Linked DNA regions of Sus scrofa: regions 1 and 2 are each linked to region 3. The links are chromatin contacts, called in public HiChIP or PLAC-seq maps. All regions are on one chromosome and are shown on one strand. The core of a region is the stretch at or near the end of the contact, and the rest is flanking DNA. Distances in the headings are between cores, read along the strand shown.

Evidence for each region. HiChIP or PLAC-seq counts read pairs in DNA pulled down with a chosen protein or histone mark.
Region 1: a contact with region 3 is called in an H3K27ac HiChIP or PLAC-seq map of alveolar macrophages. The contact joins two enhancer-like sites. A contact is called at or near these places in 2 of 2 datasets of contacts at active chromatin or transcription factors (alveolar macrophages and skeletal muscle).
Region 2: an H3K27ac HiChIP or PLAC-seq map of alveolar macrophages shows a contact between it and region 3. The contact joins two enhancer-like sites. A contact is called at or near these places in 2 of 2 datasets of contacts at active chromatin or transcription factors (alveolar macrophages and skeletal muscle).

The regions. Positions count from the first base shown.
Region 1 is chr16:46,057,134-46,061,777 of Sscrofa11.1, reverse strand. No RefSeq gene overlaps it. Among named protein-coding and RNA genes, the nearest start is that of PIK3R1, 380 kb to the left of the region's middle. Within about 2 kb of position 3,072, at least 7 of the 83 cell types and tissues checked have an H3K27ac peak or open chromatin away from gene starts, as enhancers often do. A contact at or near this core is called in alveolar macrophages and skeletal muscle, where this site is marked.
Region 2 is chr16:46,198,921-46,203,038 of Sscrofa11.1, reverse strand. No RefSeq gene overlaps it. Among named protein-coding and RNA genes, the nearest start is that of PIK3R1, 230 kb to the left of the region's middle. Within about 2 kb of position 1,623, at least 5 of the 83 cell types and tissues checked have an H3K27ac peak or open chromatin away from gene starts, as enhancers often do. A contact at or near this core is called in alveolar macrophages, where this site is marked.
Region 3 is chr16:46,490,138-46,494,422 of Sscrofa11.1, reverse strand. The region is part of intron 2 of PIK3R1 (phosphatidylinositol 3-kinase regulatory subunit alpha); the gene reads right to left. Among named protein-coding and RNA genes, the nearest start is that of PIK3R1, 58 kb to the right of the region's middle. Within about 2 kb of position 1,497, at least 7 of the 83 cell types and tissues checked have an H3K27ac peak or open chromatin away from gene starts, as enhancers often do. A contact at or near this core is called in alveolar macrophages and skeletal muscle, where this site is marked.

The sequences.
Region 1 (4,644 bases), core at 1,823-4,322, 430 kb after region 3:
AGTGTTCCAATATTTCCACATTCTCACTAATACTTGTTATTTTTGGTTTTGTTTGTTTTTTTTACATAATAGCTTTTCTACTGGGTATGAGGTGGTATCTCACAGTTGTTTTGATTTAATTTCACTAATGATTAGTTATGAGCATTTTTTCATGTGTTTATTGGCTACTTGCATACCTTCTTTGCAGAAATGTCTATTCCAGTCCTTTGCACATTTAAAAATTTTTTTTCTTGTTTTATTATTTTAATTTTTTTCCGCTGTACAGCATGGGGACCAAGTTACTCTTACATGTATACATTTTTCCCCCCACCCTTTGTTCTGTTGCAATATAGATATCTAAACATAGTTCTCGATGCTACTCAGCAGGATCTCCTTTTAAATCCATTCCAAGTTGTATCCAACAACCCCAAGCTCCCGATCCCTCCCACTTCTTCCCTCTCCCCCTGGGCCGCCACAACTTTTGCACATTTTCTAATCAGGTTATTTGCTCTATTGGTGTTGCTGAATTGTAGGAATTTTTTAAATATATTATAGAAATTAACACCTTATTAGTTAAATAATTTGCAAATATTTTTCCATTTCCTAGGTTTTTCTTTTGCTCTGTTGATTGTGCCTTTGATGCACAGAAGTTTTAATTTTGGTATAGTCCAATTTGTCTTTTTGACTTTTGTTGCCTGTGCTTTTTGGTGTCATAGCCAAGAAATCCTTTCCAAATCCAAGGTCATAAAGAGTTTCTCCTATGTCTTCTAAGAGTTTGATAGTTCAGGTTTTACACTTAGGTCTTTGATTAATTTTGAGGTAATTTTTTGTACACAGTATAAGGGTCAATTTTGTTCTTTTTAATGTGGATGTCCAGTTTTCTCAACACCATGTGTTGAAGAGACAGTCCTTTCCCCCACTGAATGGTCCTACCACCCTTATCAAAGACCATTTGGCCAGATATGTGAGGATTTATTTCTAGGCGCTATATTCTATTCCATTAATCTATGTGTCTGTCTTTATGCCAGTATTACAGTATAGCTTTGTAATAAGTTTTGAAACCAGGAAGTGTGAGAGCTCCAACTTTGTTCTTCTTCAAGATTGTTTTGGGAACACTTTTCTTTCAGTTTTCATTTTTCATTCTTCTATGTCTTTAAATTTGTCTCCCTCATTATGGCACCTTTTCTTTTGTAATTTATATTACTGCATCCTTTACATTTGGAAGAAAGATGGACGAAGACAGCCTAATTGAGTTACCAACTTCTTAGTAGTTGTCTAAAGTAGTTAGCCCTAACACAATGTGCAATAACTCTCTGAGTCCTTTCTAGGAAAGGAAGTGTGTGATGGAATAGAGACCTGAAGCAGGAGTTGCACATGTATGTTCTTGCCCTGTCTTCAATTATGAGCCATTTAGTTTTGAGAAAGCGACTTCGCTTCTGCAGAATCAGTTTTCTAAGGATCAAAAGGAGGGGGAAAGTTGCTAAATTCTAGAATTCTACCTTTTTTTTTCTTTTTTCAGGAAGATCAGACATGGGAACTAAATCTTAGCCCAGAAGATTCAAACCCTCAGGAGCTGGCAGTCAGCTTTGCCCCTCTCTCTTTTCTCTTTTCCATTTTATTTCCCTTCTGACTCCCCATTGCTTTCTTTTACTTTCTGGAAATTCTTTCTCCTTCATTTTGTCATGATTGTTTCTAGTTTCTCAATTTTGACTTTTAAAATGTTCATTCAATTTTCAGAAGGGAAAAAAGTAGCAATGGTCTAATCTTCATGCATGTAAGCACCACGCTATGCTCTATCCCTTCTTGGGGAAGGTCAGTTCACCATAGAGACAGCATCCAAGGAGACTGAGAAGCTGAGTGAGCATCTACATAAGGTGACATGAGAGAATGGGGCAGATACACACCTCTGTCTTTCACTCCTCATCCCTGCTTCTGAAATCTCCCACTGAGGAGACAGAGAACAGTGAAAGGTGGGACAGTTCAAGCCTCCTTATTTCATCCTTCAGAATATTAACTGATCCTTTTTGTCTCTTATATTTTTTTTCTCATATCCTTGACATAGTCCTCCTAACTTGAAGGACACCAGTAGAGTCAAGCTGGTTCTTCTCACTTTATCCTCTCTGTCATCCACCTTGCATGTCACTGCCAGCATATCCATAAAGCTGTACTTATAGTTGTCATTTGCTCAAAAATCTACAGTGGCTTCCTGTTATTTTTGGCTTTAGTTACAAATTTTTCTGTTTGGCTTTGCAGGCCATTCATCATCTGAGAGTAGTTTCCCAGCCCTTCCCAAAAGCATTCTTTAACAGCTCACTTCCTTTCATGTATTCTGCTCTTATTTCCAACCCCTTGCCTTTGCTCATGCTGTTTTTCATCATTTGTAAGAACGTCTCTCCTCACCTTTATCTACTAAGCAATTTTGGTCTCCCACATAGTTTCCCTGAACCACTCTAGATGATACAGATTTTCCTTCTAATTTCTTACTGTTCATATAATAATTTCCATACAGTTCAGCATTTAATTTTTCTATATATATATTTTTTTGTTTCCCTGGCCTTTAGGAATGTGGACTTACGTTTTCAAATTTATAACACCACATGCAAATGAAAGATACCATGATTATTTTTAGAACCAAAAATGTTTCTACATGTTCACGAAGTATGTATTCAAGTCCCTGGAATTAATTCAGCACACAGAACTGTTGCATGTCAAATACAGAGTGCCACTGCTCTGAAAGATGATTCCTACTATTGATGGGAGCTATTGGATCTACTCCACTGAATTCCAAATTGAGTAACTGTACTTGAAAAGTCTATCAGATAGATATGTTTCTCTTTTAGGAAATTACCAGAGTGAATCCTTCTGATAAATACATCCAGGAGCAGATCAGTGTCTTTTAAAATGATGACAATGTACAAAATAAGAGAAGATACAATTAAACCAAACCAAGAAGAAATTTCTCAGCTTGTCAATGAGATGTAACAGCTTTACAGGCAGATTCTCCAAACAACAAGCCTCCAAACTCCTTGCAGATAAAAATTACGATATTTGAGAAGCAATGGAGACTAATTCAGTCATTTCTCAAACTGAGTTTCAGTTCCTCCTTCATGTACTGTGCAATACACATTTAATTTTTTCATATGAAAAAGGAATGCCTTTAATGTTGACTTTTGAAAAGAGGTCACATCTGTGTTAACCTCATAAATATACTGACGGCTTACAACTTTATTAATTCTGTATAGCCTCTACCCTCTTATGTTCCCTGTCTGTATTTATAACTCTTGCTCTTTTTCACAGATACTGGAAAATGGAAGCAAACTGGATTAAATACCAAGCTAAGGCTTCCACTTCTGGCCAAACTGGAATTTTGTAGACTAGATTTTTCTTCTTACAACACACGCACAAAGTACACAAGCTATATGAAGCACTGACTTCCAAGACATTGGATATTAACAATGAAGAATGCAATCCCTGGGATGTGAGAAATGAGTGAGGTGAAGCCTCTGGCTGCCCAAGCTTACAACACTGGGGAAGACTCCTGGTCATGGAGCAGAGAGGGGAAACTATGTGTAGTCTAGCAGAATCCCTGAGTTGAAGAGATAGAGCTGAGTGTCTTGGGATACCAGGGTTGCTGGAGTTCTTTAGGTGGAGTTCAAAGAAGAAAGAGTCACAAAGAAAGAGAACTCTAGAGAACCGTACAGGGTCAATTCCTGAGTTTAGCAGCATATTGATCAAGTATATATGTGATGAAAGTAACTGGGATTGGGAGAAGAGTCACCAACAGGGTTAGTGGACTGGTATCCGTTGCTCACACAGAGTCAGGAAGTGCCTGTTCCCAACAGCTGTAGTGGAAAACTCTGTAAGTCACATGGACGTGGGAGAGTTCTAAGAATAGTTTTGCCTTAGCAGTAGAGAATTACCGGGTCACTTTGCTGTACACTCGAAATTGACAGAACACTGTGAAAAACTATAATGGAAAATAAAAAATAAACTAAACATGGTTCTAGAACTATACAACAAATTTTAAAGAAAGATCCAAATAACTTAACTATATCCAAAAATAAAATATAAGAATATCTACAGAGATACAAAATTATCCAACACCTAGAAAGTTAAAATTCACAATTCCCAACATCTAATAAAAAATCTTCAAGTATGGAAAAAGGAAGAAAAATATGACTCATAATGACAAGAACACTCAATCAAAACCAACTCATAACTGACACAGATGTTAGAATTACCAGACTAGGTCTTTCAAACAGCTACTATAACTACATTCTATACATTCAAAAAGCTGAAAAGCAGAAATACAAAAAAGACACAGATAAAATTTTTAAAGATGAAAACCAGAATGTCTGAAATGAAAAAGTAACTACAGGGGATAAACTTCAGGTTTGACATGGCAGAAGAAAAGAATAGTAAACCTGATGAGAGAGCAATGGAAACTGTTCAAAATAAAACACTAAGAGATAAAACAATAAAAAAAAAAAAAACTGAAAAGAATACCAATGATCTGTGGAACAACTCCAAGTATCCTAATATATGTGTAGCTGGAACACCTGAAAGAAAGGGGTGACAGAAAAAAAAAATTGAAAAAATAATGGTAAAATTTCTTTCCAAAATTGATGAAAACTGTAACCCCACAGACCCAAAAGCTACACAAAA
Region 2 (4,118 bases), core at 374-2,873, 290 kb after region 3:
ATATGGTTACACAAAGCCAAACTTCAAGATAAAAGTGAAGGAAATCAGACAGCTGCCCAGAAATTTCCAAATATTGGCAATATATTAGGATGAATGACTCAATTTTTCACTTTTCATCCTCCCATGTACAACTATCCAAAGCTGAGGTTATCTTGGTGGTTGCACTGATTTGGCCATAATAGATCTTATAAGCTTCCTAAGATCATGGCCTGCAGGACTGTGAATACTAATATAAGTATACATGAATTTTGACACATTCCAGTGGTCTTACTGGCACCTACTGAGCTTTCAGTGCAAGGTCTGATCATTGATCATCTCCAACTCCTGGTTCTCTTTGTCAAGTCTGACATATGGTTGGCACTTAATATGTGTCAGACAAATGAAATGAAATGACTAACAATGCAGTGGAAACTTAACCACAATAGCTGTTACACTCAGTAGAAATATTTCCAAAGCTAAACCAAGTGTTTTAAAAATGCAGCTCTGAAAAAAGGAACTAAAACAAATATGAAAACTAAGACACAAAGCCAAGTTAATCAACAACTGGGCTACATCATATAAATGTACATCTGATGAACATCTCTCTGAACTTGGGTTTCATTTGGAGGAGATTAGTGTATTCTCTATAACATAAAGACCCACATAGCGATAAGTAAGAACAGTTCAAAAGTCAATATTAATTAAAAAGGAATTTTTTTTTGTCTTTTTGCCTTTTCTAGGGCTGCTCCCACGGCATATGGAGGTTCCCAGGCTAGGGGTCGAATTGGAGCTGTAGCCACCGGCCTGTGCTAGAGCCACAGCAATGCGGGGTCTGAGCCACGTCTGCAACCTACACCACAGCTCATGGCAATGCCAGATCCTTAACCCACTGAGCAAGGCCAGAGATGGAACCCGCCACCTCATGGTTCCTAGTTGGATTTGTTAACCACCGAGCCAGGACAGGAACTCCAAAAAAGAATTGATTTTCAACTGAAGTCCACTGACAGATAAATGGATAAAGAAGATGTGTTATACACACTCACACACACACACACACACACTCGTGTGTAAGAGAATATTACTCAGTTATTAAAAAGAATGAAATAATGTCATTTGTAGCAACATGGATAGATGTAGAGATCATCATACCTAGTAAATCAGAAAGAGAAAGATCAATATCATATGACATCACTTATATTTGTAATCTAAAAAAACGATACACATGAACTTATTTTCAATACTAAAATAGACTGACAGACATAGAAAACAAACTTATGGTTACCAAAGGGGTAAGGTGGTGAGGAAGGAATCATTTAGGAGTTTGGACTTAACAGATATACACTACTACAAAAAAAAATAGATAAACAACAAGGACCTACTATATAGCAAGGTATATTCACTACCTTATCATAACCTATAATGGAAAAGAATCTGAAAAAGAATATGTATATGTATAATTGAATCACTTTGCTATACATCAGAAACTAACAGAACATTGTAAGTCAGTTATACTTCAATAAAAAGGAGTGGCTTCCTCTGTAATTTGGTACGAAGAATATTTAAGAGGCACTCACTCCTTGTGCACAGCAATGTTGAAATCTGTTCCTCCTCTCCACTTCCTTCCTCATCCCAGCCATTTAGATTCTCTTCAATCTCCTTCACTCTAACTCCCAGGACACTCCTCTTCGTCCTCCCCCCGCCACATGGCCTTTTCCCCTCCTTCCCCGTCAGCATTTGACATATAAGGAGAGTGAGATCCTATAACGTGTGTGGTGTTTAGGAACACAATTTCTTTTATAGCCATCACAGACATTTTAAAGCATAGTTAAATCTCACTCTGGCAGATGATTTATCTGCTATAGGATGGTAGCAAGGTAGGTAAGTGAGATCATACTGTTTTCAAAGTATAGATTTGGTAAAAGGTGTTTTATAGAACCTGGCATCCTTGAACTTAATGTTTCGGTTAATGTGAGTCTCACTTTAGGTAACAGCACTTACTGGCAGAGGTTGGATTAGCTACTTAGCTTTAGGACAACTGTAAGGATTGAGACAAAGGGACATTACAAAACTAAGCCAGGTGTTTCTCATTTATCCTCTGGAGGCAGCACATGTTACAAGCCTATTTCTTACAAAGGATCTTCAGGGAATTCTTTTATCACTTAGTGGTACCAGTTGACATGTCCCTTTCTAAGGTCATGTCTAGCTCTGAAAAAATGGCTTTACAAAATTTTCTCAACTACTAGTGTTGGAGACGTGATGTTTACTAAGTGGATATGATGTCTAGGCACTGACTGGCTATTGTCCACCTTGTGAAAATCTGATTAATTCCAGAAAAACACACTAACACAATTAAGGTATACACATACTGGAATGAAAACTGGGACATTATATATTCTGGCTGCAATGTTAGATATTGTTGATTACATTTGAAGAAACTGAGACTTTTTTTTTTTTTTAATTTTCTCACAGTACAGCAAGGGGGTCAGGTTATCCTTAGATGTATACATTGCATTTACAGTTTTTTCCCCCACCCTTTCTTCTGTTGCAACATGAGTATCTAGACATAGTTCTCAATGCTATTGAGACTTTAAAAAAGAGTAGATAATGGAGTTTAGTTGGATCTATATTCCTAATATTATTCTCTTTCTGACTGTTCTGATCCTTATTGAATTGTGCCCCCCGCCATGTTCTTGTCATGGTCATCAGATCTCCGTGGTAAATGGTTTTCATCTAACATATGTTTACTTTCAAGTTACAAGTGTATTCTTTGGACATCTGCCATGTTCCCTCCAGAATCCTCTTGGCTGTATTCTCATTCTAGCCACTGCTGCATTGGGCAACTTATTCCCTGCAGGCTTTGATCTATCAGCACAGCTCTCAGGGGTCAGAACTGCCCAGCACTTGGTCTCTGCTCTAGTTAGATACTGCTGGCTTCCTCTCCTGGAAGGAGACGCTGCAAAACTGGAGACGCTGCTTATACATTCACAACCAGAAGAATGAAAGTGATAATGCCTAGGGTCCTTCCTTTAGCACTGGTGGATGGAACACAAATACTTTCCTGTTTGCTCTATGTGATTCCTTTTGCGACCCTTTTTATGAGTCCTCAGAAAGTCCCAGCAGAATGAACCATCAGCTTCCTATATCAGAAGCCAAGCCTACAACATTTTTTTGCACAGGTTTTCCCTTCTTCAATGTTCTCCTCCCCTGCCATGCACCTCTGCTCTAAAGGATCACATTTTCAAAGAAATTGGGCACATGCATGTCTGTCTCAAGCTCTGGGAAGACACAGGCTCTAATATATATTTGTCCCACTGTTGGTAATCCTCTTCTTATCCGTTGGTAAGGAAGAGTTACATAAAAACCCTTTCCATGTTCTTTTCCTTTGATTACCAGAAACATCTACAGTGTCCAGTTAGTAAGTACTAAATATATATGGGTGTTGAGCACCTGAAAAGTGGCAAGTTCAAATTGAGATGTGCCATAAATGCAAAACCCACACCAAATTTTGGAGAGTCAATACTCCCCAAAGTAATAATTTTTATACACATTGTGTGCCAAAATGACAATGTCTTACATATATTGCTGTAATCAAAAATATTATTACAATTATTGCTGCTTTTTTACATTTTAAATTTAATATTCCATGTATGGCTACTATTGGATACTTTTAATATAGTTGAAAAGAGACTTAAGAGACAAATGAGTCACTGAAATACAATGACTTTGAAGCTAATTAAAACAAAAGTTATGTCTGAGATAATTCAGACAAAGACAAATACTGCCTATTATCACTCATACATGGAATCTAAAAAATAAAACAAACAAATGAATGTAAGAAAACAGAAACAAATTCAGGTACAGAGAGCAAACTAGTGGTTACCAGGGGGGTAGGGAAGAAGGGGGCAAGATAGCGGTTGGGATGAAAAGGTACAAACTATTGCGTATAAAATAAATAAGCTGCAAGGATATGTTGTACAGCACAGGGAATACAGCCAATATTTTATAAAAAATTTTAATGGAGTAAGACCTGAAAGATGTTGAATCATTGTTGTACACTGGAAACTAACATTACAAATTAACCATAATTCAATAAAATAATTATATAAAAATTATGAGACAATGAGACAAATTTTAAAACT
Region 3 (4,285 bases), core at 248-2,747:
ACTTAAGGTTCATAAAGGTATGTACTTTTATCTAGGAATAGTTTATATAATCTAAGAAAAACTGAATACTGACAACGTCATCTCAATGAGATCTTAGTGGTGTGATTCTTTATTATAAGCCACGTACCAGGTTAATAAGCAAATGTCTAATGAAGCCCATCTTTCTAGTACTGAGTCAGCATGGGAAAAGAACAGATTCACAAGACAAGAGTAAAGTCAGCTTATGTTGTTAAATTTTAACCTCATTTCTGTCATTTTGAAAACCCAAACCCTAGACTCTAAGACCCCTTTAGGTTGCAGTATTCCCTGAGATAGACTATAATGTGATCTTGCCACCTAACTCTATTAGCCATTCTAACTGCCCACGATAAAAGGAGAAGAGCTATGTTACGGAAGGAAATCGTAGAGCAGCACCCTCCCATAAAACCTGCTGTGATGATGGAATGTTCTATTAGTTGTGCCACCCAACAGGTGCTGCTGAGCACTTGAAAGTGGAGCTACTGCAAAGGAGGAAGTGAATTTTTTAATACTTACTGATTTAAAGTGAAATAGGTCTATCTGGCTGGTGACCACGGTATTGAAGAAGCCTATAATCTGAGCCAGGGCAAATTTTGCCAACAGTAGCTAAAAGATTCCCAAGTTGACTTTGTGCTACAAAGAGCCCATGATAAAGCTGTCCCCGAGAACAAGGAACCAGACATGGGCTTCAGCACCTGAACTCAGGGCATACAAAGGTTATCACTCAGTTTCCTGGGCCACTTTGTCCCATGGCAACAGCACTCAAACACATTTTACAAAGGCATAAAGGCAGGACAGATATGCCGCTAGATGCCATAATGATGGTCACGATGAGGAGAGCTGAGTGGGAACATCACCGCACCCGTGTTTTTCCCCCGCCTGCCTGCACCAATGGATCACGGGGAGAACCTGTGGAAGACAGATGCCTGGGTACGACCACAAACTCCCTGAATCAGGAGAGCCAGGAAGGGAACCAGCAATCTGTTTTGGGTTAACAGTACATTTTAGGACATGCTATTAGGAGAAGCAAATCCATCTGGGTAACCCTCACCCCCTGCCTGACAAAAATCCAGCAATAACTTCGGCCAAAATCTATAAAAATATGAGGATACCTGAAAAAGTGCTAGAAACACCAATACCTTGCAAGGTTTGTAGTCTTGAGCATTGAAAGCACGGTTAAGATTTAAAACAAGAAATACTAGAAAATGAAAGAGCACAACATTTCATTTCCTCTGACAAATGATCAACTACTTCCCTTTGCCTGAGCTGATCAGCTCACAAAAACCTCCTCCCCCGTAAATGCTTTCTACACTGTGCAAAATATCATCCCAGCAGCATAAGGTGACAGAAGGAAAACATAAAGGTAGGGACATGTTACTAATGGGGGCTCACTGTAGTGTTTCTCCATGGTCCTCTCAAACTTACAGAGCTCACAGCACATGCCAAGGTCCAGAAAGCTAAAAGCTAAACAGCAAACACAGGAACCCACAAATCCACACAACACTCGTCCAACCAACATGCCTAGTTCCTCCTTCCTGTTCTTCATAAATTACACAGGCATTTTTTTTTTTAATAAAGTTGGCAACTGAAAATGGAATTACTTAATCAAGGTTTATCGCCTTGTAGAATCTTATCAACACAATCATTTCTGCAGGCAAATATGGAAGTTAAGTGATAATTAGAGATTTCACTTAACAGTGATTGAAATATGCATCTGACAGTTGTTCTATTACTGGGTTGGCAAATACTACATATAAAGTTGTTTCTACTGCTCTTATTTCTTCACTTCAGCTTGAAGAAGGTGGGGGTGGGGGGCACACTACCTTATTTCCTTAGCCTTTCAATGTGTCTCTGGCAAATATGGTAGTTACCTTTCCATATCCTGAGCTGCAAAATACCACTGGTTTTACTCATTCAAATGCTACATGAAGTTTCTAAAAAGCATTGTGATGGCGACCAGGTCCTTGCAACAACACCTCACAAAGTGCACCCTGGAATATTTTAATAAGAAAAAACTAGACCATATAGTGTGGAGTACAGGTACTCCTTTTGTACTATATTGACTGAACATATCACTGAATTTTTAATATTGAAGAAAGTATATTACCCAAGTAGAGAAATCCATCCTACCTGATCAAAGTTTTGCCATGGGAATGTTAAAAGGTAAATTTTACAAAGAGAGAAGACTTTTTAAAGTAACAATTCAAGGATTTCCTATTCTCTAGCACAATATCTATGATTCAATCCATTTCCCCTTTAAAATGTTTAAACATAGGGAATGAGGAAGCACTACACAAGAAGCCTTTAAAGTTCACATTTTCCACTTTGGGCACCAGGATCAATTAGCAGCGAAAGTCGAAAATGCCGTTCTAAAGCAAAATACTAATTATTTCAACAACCCTAAAATCCACCATTCCTTTAATTTTATCAAATATACAAGGTCAATATTTACATTTCTGTTAGATCCCACCTTAGGAAATTCCAACAGGAAATGACAGTTGCTAGGAAGTACCAAATTTGGCAAGTTGTCCTCTGAAAAGTCCATGATAAAGTACCATATCACACAGTTCAATAAACTAAAATGTGATATAACTAAATATGCATATTTAAATATACAGAGATTATATATGGCGACTATCAAACAAAACACAAATTACCAGAGCATGATTCTCATCAAGTTGACACATCAATTCTCACTTGATTTCGCCTTCCAGACAGACTTTTACACCTGAATGAAGAATTTTTTTTTTTTTTTTTAAATCTGGCTGTAGCCAGTGTGTATGTCTGGATAGCCAAGTCTACTCTTAAAACTCTGGGTGAATTTTCAACTCCCCTACTTCAGTCCAACATCAGTTTTTCATTTGGGGAATCATTTTTCATCAGAAGAAATCTGTATCGCTTAAGGAGAAAGAAGACAAGAAGAGCAGAAGGCTCTAAAAGCGGTGGTGAAGCCAAGACATGTATTATTTCAAAGGAAAAGGGGAATTGGTCCTTAACAAGGACACCAGTGAACGAGGTGTCCCAGGTTGCAGAAGAAATTTTTGATGACACATCAGAGCTGCATTTTCCACTAGGTCTCCCCACTCCGCTCTCCCCTCCCCACTTGCCCTGGTGACAACCAATCACATGGAACAGAAGAGCCCTTCTCTCCCAACTTAGGCCCTTCCCATACCACTAACACGGACAGGCCTGAACAGTCCTTGGGCACCAGTGGCGTGTGGGAGACAGTGGCATTCCTCACGGTAAACGGTGCCAACACCGCTACAAAGTGCAAGATGAAACCAGCACACAGCTGCACCTTTTGGAGCCTTCTCCATTAAAAAAAAAAAAAAAAAAAAAAAAAAGATATTTTAGAGTTACTGCCTGGCACGGATGAATGGAAAATTTAAGCTGAAATTCTGGACTCCAGAGACTGCCCAAGCCAAGTATTTCATTACTGATGGAAGGAGCTTGGAAGTACATAAAAAACTGCCACTTACCTTTTAAAATGTAACACAAATACACAGAAAGTATATGCAAAGTGTGGATCAATATTAAATTAAGATGCTTGTCTTTTAACTGTTGCTCAATCAAAACTTTACTCCTGTCTGACACAATCTCCCTCATTCTTTCAAATGAAAAAAATGTACATTCTGGTGGGCAAAAATCTAAAAAAACCCCAAATACTTTCCTTAAATACACCTTATAAGCACGTTCATACTTTATGCCTATATGGCTAATATCTTGAACGTTTAAACTTCTCAAGTTCTATGGGCAAAGCCATAACGAATGCTGGCTAAGATAATGCATCTAAAAACCGCAAACAAAACAATTCTGAGTTCCTTCATTTTGGACCACACCTGTTTAATCAGTAGTGGATAAATTATTAAAACTGTTAGGTTTAAAGCCAAAGACAGCTGGGTTTTAATCTTGGTTTTGCCACTTAGGGTATGCTAATTAACTTGAACCTCGGTTTCTTCATCTGTGACATGAGAATAATTTTAAGTATAACAAGGACTAAATGAGTGATATATAGACAAACATGGGTAAGCAGAGTGCCTAGCATGTAGCAAAGCACAAACTAATGGGTAGCTGCTGTTAACTTCGAATTATTCATGCAATCTTTTTTCATTATTATTAACAGGTTTTTAAAATAGCCAATTGCACTGGCAAATTTTAAGACCAGAAACTTTTTTTCTTTTTTTTTCATTTTAGGCTGCCCTGCAACATATGGATTTGGCAGGTTAAGGATCAGATCTGAGTTGCAGCTGTGACCTACATGGCAACC